Linked DNA regions of Muntiacus reevesi: region 2 is linked to region 1. The links are chromatin contacts, called in public Hi-C maps. All regions are on one chromosome and are shown on one strand. The core of a region is the stretch at or near the end of the contact, and the rest is flanking DNA. Distances in the headings are between cores, read along the strand shown. Region 1 holds the start of TIMM10 (translocase of inner mitochondrial membrane 10). Region 2 holds the start of P2RX3 (purinergic receptor P2X 3).

Evidence for each region. A called contact is a pair of places that touch in the nucleus more often than the background predicts.
Region 2: a Hi-C map of muscle shows a contact between it and region 1, with 4 times the contacts expected there. The contact joins the promoter of P2RX3 here to the promoter of TIMM10 in region 1. A contact is called at or near these places in 2 of 3 Hi-C or Micro-C datasets (blood and muscle).

The regions. Positions count from the first base shown.
Region 1 is chr9:3,241,587-3,244,286 of mMunRee1.1, reverse strand. TIMM10 (translocase of inner mitochondrial membrane 10) reads right to left here and starts at 1,355. Exons shown (of 3, transcript XM_065944461.1): 1 at 1,274-1,355; 2 at 662-778. The coding sequence starts at 732.
Region 2 is chr9:3,452,217-3,454,916 of mMunRee1.1, reverse strand. P2RX3 (purinergic receptor P2X 3) reads left to right here and starts at 1,389. Exons shown (of 12, transcript XM_065945132.1): 1 at 1,389-1,507. The coding sequence starts at 1,389.

The sequences.
Region 1 (2,700 bases), core at 106-2,605:
GCCAGGTGGTCACGGGCACTAGTCAGGAGTCAGACTGAGGTCCGGAGGTTGCTACTGACAAGCTGTGGACCCTGAGCAAGCTACGGAACCTCTAGAGCCTCAATGTCCTCACCTTAAAAGTGAGACAAGGGAACTCGGTGGAGAGTATTAAAAAACCATGCCTAGAGAGTGCTCCACACGTGACTGGGATGGAGGAACCACTTCAGAAACGCTGACTGCTAAACGGGTTACTTGCGGTCTGTCAAAAGGCAACTAACTGCTCTACTGTGCCCAGAACCCAACCAGAGCCAGGGCTGGGCTTTCTCTTCCTGCTCGGCTCCGCCATCATCAATTCCATCCCAATCCCAATGTCCAAGTCCTTCTAGTGAGTCCGCCCTTAACCATGGGGGTGGGTGGAGAAGGAAACGGCAACCCCCTCCAGTCTTCTTGCCTGGGAAATCCCATGGACAGAGGAGCCTGGCTGGCTACAGTGCAAGGGGTGGTGACTGAGCCACCAGGCATGCATGCGTAGGGGTGGGTGCTGGGAAGGTAAGTATGGACCTCAGTTTATCTTATTATCTAGATTGAGACGAAGATTATTCGGAAGTCGCCCATCTCTGCCCTTGGAAAGGATGACCCGGGAGCCTTCTCTAAGACAAGGGAGCGGCAGGATCGGCCTTACCTGTTGTACATGTCGGCCATCATCTCTACCTCCAGCTCCGCGGCCAGCTGCTGGGCCCTGAGTGGGTCCATCTCAACCGTGCGCCCTGGAAGAGATCTCCTGCGGACCTCCTAGTTCCTGGGGGAGGAGGGGGACATCACGGTCAGCAGCCAGCCCTCCCAGTCGCTTTCCGGGCGCAGGGGCTGCAGGACATGGAGGAATCGCAAGGGGCATTCGACCAGGAGGGGCCGCTAACCTCGGGGAGCTCAGGCACCCCGCGACGGACGTGGGAACCGAGGCCCCGAAGGAGAACGCGGCCCCGCCCAAGGTCGCAGAGCCGGCGACGGCGGGCCTGCAGAGCGGGTCCCGGCGCCTTGACGCCCGGCCCCTCGAGGTGGCGTCTCTCCGGGAGAAGAGGGGGCGTCCGGAACTGGGCCCCAAACGGCCAGCACGAACGCGCGGGGCCCTGCGGATCCGATGCGACGCGGCCCTGCGGGGCCGGGCCCGGGGCGACGGCCCTTGAGCGGCGGCGCCGTCGTCGAGGTCGCCGCGCGCTCTGAGCCTCTCCCCGCGGCCCGGGCCTGTCCCCGCGCCCCCGGGGCCCCCGGCGTAAAGCACACGCCACACACTCACCGCGCGCGCGGCCGGGGCAGGGCGGAAGCACGTGGGGCGCGGCCAGCGGGAAGTCCCGCCTCTCTTCCGCTCAGGCCGTGCTTCCGGAGTGAAGACCCCGCCGCGGGCGGCGCCGGGAAATCCGCCACCATAGAGAGGGAGCGGCCGGCTCCGGCCGGAGGCGAGGGAGTCCTCCAGGTGCTAGAGAGGACTGCAGGGTACCATAGAGGCTGCGGCGGGGCGTAGAGCGCCCGCAGCCCAGGTAGAGTTCGGGCCCCTAGCGGGGATGGCAGAGCGATTTGAGTTTATCGGTTCTGTCAGAGCGGGCAGGGGTACCGAGCTCGGTGAGCCTCACCCTCCGCCCCCGGGGGTGCTGAGGTCGGAGTGCAGGTCTGGTGCAGAGAAGGAAGGACGTCCTCACCCTGCAGCTCTCAGATGCGTGTAACCCCACCTGGGCCGCCTAAAATCACCCCAGTGTCCAGGGCCCACCTCGCACCAAATAAATCGGAGGCCCTGGGGCTAGGACCCAGGCTTCGGCATGTCGTGGGAGTGTGTAATTTCCTCGGTTCTGCCTCGTAACAGCAATAATTTGAAGCGACGGAGGTTAAACCCTTGGATAACTCCGTGTTACAGCTGTTTTATTTAGAAAATAAAGGAAAATACATCTTCCGGGCGTGAGGGAATGCCGATCCAAAGGGCGCGAAGAGCGGAGAGAGGAGGAGAGCTCCGGCCCTTTGGCTCCTCTTAAGTCCCCCCCGCCCCCGGGCCTGCCCTATGTAAATTGGGCTAGCCAGGAGTGCTGTTTGTTCTACCTGAGGTCCTCACTCTGGTCCTCAGACTTCCCTTTGTTCTATTTTCGCGGACTTTTCCCTTCCTTGTGTTTTAGCCACCGCCATTCTGGGCTCATTTTTCCTATTCTAACTACCTAACAGGTCCGTTGTAGAATTCCCCAGCGATTCCCCTGTGCAGCCAGGTGTGAGAACCAGAGCTCAAGAGGGCTTTCGGGTGAATACAGCTGTGCGGAGGTCCCTGAACCATCTCTGGGGTTGCAGCGAGTGCGAGGTTCCTTCTTGCACAAAGAGGAGTCAAGTACACAGTATGTTTAATTCAACTCCTGTTAGACGCCCGGGACCATCTCTGCATAAGATGATTAGGCAGCCATTACAGCTGCCGCCAGAGCTGACCTAGTATTTTTGGGTGAAGAAGAAGGGTATTTGTGAGTGTATGTGAGTGGGAAGGGTATTAGTCGCTCAGTCGTGTCCAACTCTTGGCGACCCCATGGACTGTAGCCTGCCAGGCTCCTCTGTCCATGGGGGTTCTCCAGGCAAGAATACTGGAGTGCATTTTCATGCCCTCCTTTAGGGGATCTTCCCAACCTAGGATCAAACCCAGGTCTCCCACACTGCAGGCAAGTTTTTTACCATCTGATCCACCAGGGAAACACAAGA
Region 2 (2,700 bases), core at 140-2,639, 210 kb before region 1:
GAGTTGCCTGGAAGGGGCTGGCCCGCGGCCTTGCCAAGTTCAAGCGCTGGTGTCAGGTTCATCACGGAGCCACAACTGCTTTGAAAGCCTATCACCCTGGGACTGCAGAAGCCAGCCACCCCCACAACCCCACCTTCTAGAGTCCTAGGGTGCATCTTGCAAAATCAGAGGCGGCCAGACTTGGGAGAGATGTCTGGGTTTGTCCACTCCAACCTCTTTTTGCAGATGGGGAAAACTGAGGCCCTTACGGCAGTAGCCCCGGGGGTCTCAGTTGGCGACAGAGCTGAAGACAGATCTACCTACCACAGTCTAGCACTCCTCTGTCATCCTCACCGTGACTCTACATTCAGAATGACTGACAATACTTGTCGAGCATGGAGACATTAGGGCAGAATGTTGAAACTCAACATTTCTCTGACAGTCTGACGTGAGGTTACACCAGTAGCTTCGATTCTGGGACAAGACACAACGTGAACACACCATTGCTCCCTGAACTCATGGTGTTACCCTCTGGACGATGGCTGTTCCCACACTCTCTAGCAACATAAATTCAACTAGATTCAGTAAATATGCATTGAGCTCCGACACGGTGGTAGGATTTGAGGAAACTAGCAAACAAGATGGAAACAGTTCCAGGCTTCCAAGAGCATGTAATCAAACAGATGATTCAGATCAATACTCTGACAGTAAAACAACTCCCACAAAAAACACCCAGCGTTATAATGCAATGCTGCAAGTAGAACCTTAGCCACTGCCAGGATGGATAGGAAATAGAAACTAAGTGACTCTTTAGTCACCCTCTCCCGTGAGGCCAGGAGAAAGGTTCAGGGGACCCCCCCACCCCCAACCCATGCTGTTGCTGGCAGCTCTTGAAAAGAGGGGAGTGTCTGTAGAATTGAGCGCTATAGGAAGACAGGAATGAACTCAGCTCAAGCAGGCTGCTGGGTGGGTGGGGTGGGGTATTACAAGGGGCTTTCAGGAGAGCGTGGAGCAGCTGGTGAGCTGGGATGGAGACGCAGCACAAGAGAACAGAACCTAAGCGGTAGACAGAGTGCAGATAAAGCATAAGTCCCAGAGGGCCCCAGCCAGCTGCATCCCAGGCAATCAGGAGCCTGGGATTGGAGACCCCACCCCTGCCATGACATCACAGGGGAGTGGGGTGGAAACCAACAAAAAGGGGGTCACCCACCCTGGTCTTGGACTCTTGGCAGACCTGAGGGTGGAAAGCAGAGAGGCTGAGCCCCGGGGCTAGGGTTGCCTGACTTAAAGGAACAGGCTCCACATTCCTCAAGCCCCCTCTAAGCCGCCCCACCCCCCAGCCTCCATCCGGATGACCCCTCCCTCCTGAGTCCACCATTGGGTCTCTCCTGAGGGGTCATTCTCTCAGCATGAACTGCATCTCAGATTTCTTCACCTACGAGACCACCAAGTCGGTGGTCGTGAAGAGCTGGACCATTGGGATCATCAACCGAGCGGTTCAGCTTCTCATCATCTCCTACTTCGTGGGGTGAGTCTCTGGCCCCCAGGACCTAGAAACCTGAGGTCCTAGCGACCCCAAGGGCCGCCCCCGGATCCCATCCTCCCCTGCCTCCCCTCAGTTTTGCTGCCCAGCTGCCTAAGTGTCTCCCCTGTGGGGGGGCAACATCCTCATCTGTGGGGCCCCATCCGAGGCACTGGCCTCCGCTGCCATCATCGGGGAGTTCTTTCTTCCACTAAACCCTCCAGAGTTGGACCGCGGCCATGCACCCCGAGGAGGGGAGCTGTGGCCCCTCCACCGTCTCCCCTTCACTGTCTCGTCTCCCCCAGCCCCAGCCAGAGAACAGACCACCCCCCCCCACCCACACACACACCTTCCCATTGCCTTCAGCCAACTCTTCAGGGCCTCAGAAAGACGGGGGAGCCAGGGGAAGGGAGGGGAAGGCGATGAGACAAGGGAATCGGTGACAGGTTGACCAGGTGGATGGCGGAGAGGGCGTGGAGAAGAGACGGGCTGGGCAAGATGCTGTGAGAACGTGGAAGGGGAGCCCTCGCTCTCTGAGTGCAGGACAAAGCGGGGAGTTGGGGTGGGGGACCCTGCCCCTGTGGGGAAACGGGTGGCGGGCTGAAACGGGTGCAGATACCCCTCCAGGGAAGATTTACTGCAGAGAAAGGAGGCTTTTCTGAGCATGACATAGGGCACCACCCCCTCAGGGGCCAGAAATACTCCCCTTTGTCCGAGACCATCAGTGCCCTGCATCCGCCTGACTTCATGCCCTAGAACCCATCCTGGGAGTTGCTTAAGAACCAGGGAGGTCCAAACACCCCCTCTCGGCTCCCACCTCTTGCAAGTGCACAACGCACACACATACACACATGTATACACAAAGGTTCGTGAAACAATGCCTGGGGGGAGACACAGGTTCTGTCCTTCTCACGGTCATTCAAATCAGGAAAACGGGACAGAAACCTCGGAGGTCTGTTTCTTTTTTCCTGGCATTTGGGTCTCTCGCCTCACACTGTTCCTTGAGACAACGGGTCTGCGTGTGGGAGACACTGATGACCGTCAGGAGTTCATGTTGGAAGGTCAAAGGAGACCCGTGTGTGTGGGGGCTGGGGCCGCAGGAGTGGACCTGCTGGCCCACCAGGCCGGGGTAGCGCATGGGAAAATGGGTGGACGTGGATGAAAGAAATTCTTAGCAGCTCCACACGCATGCTGAGAAC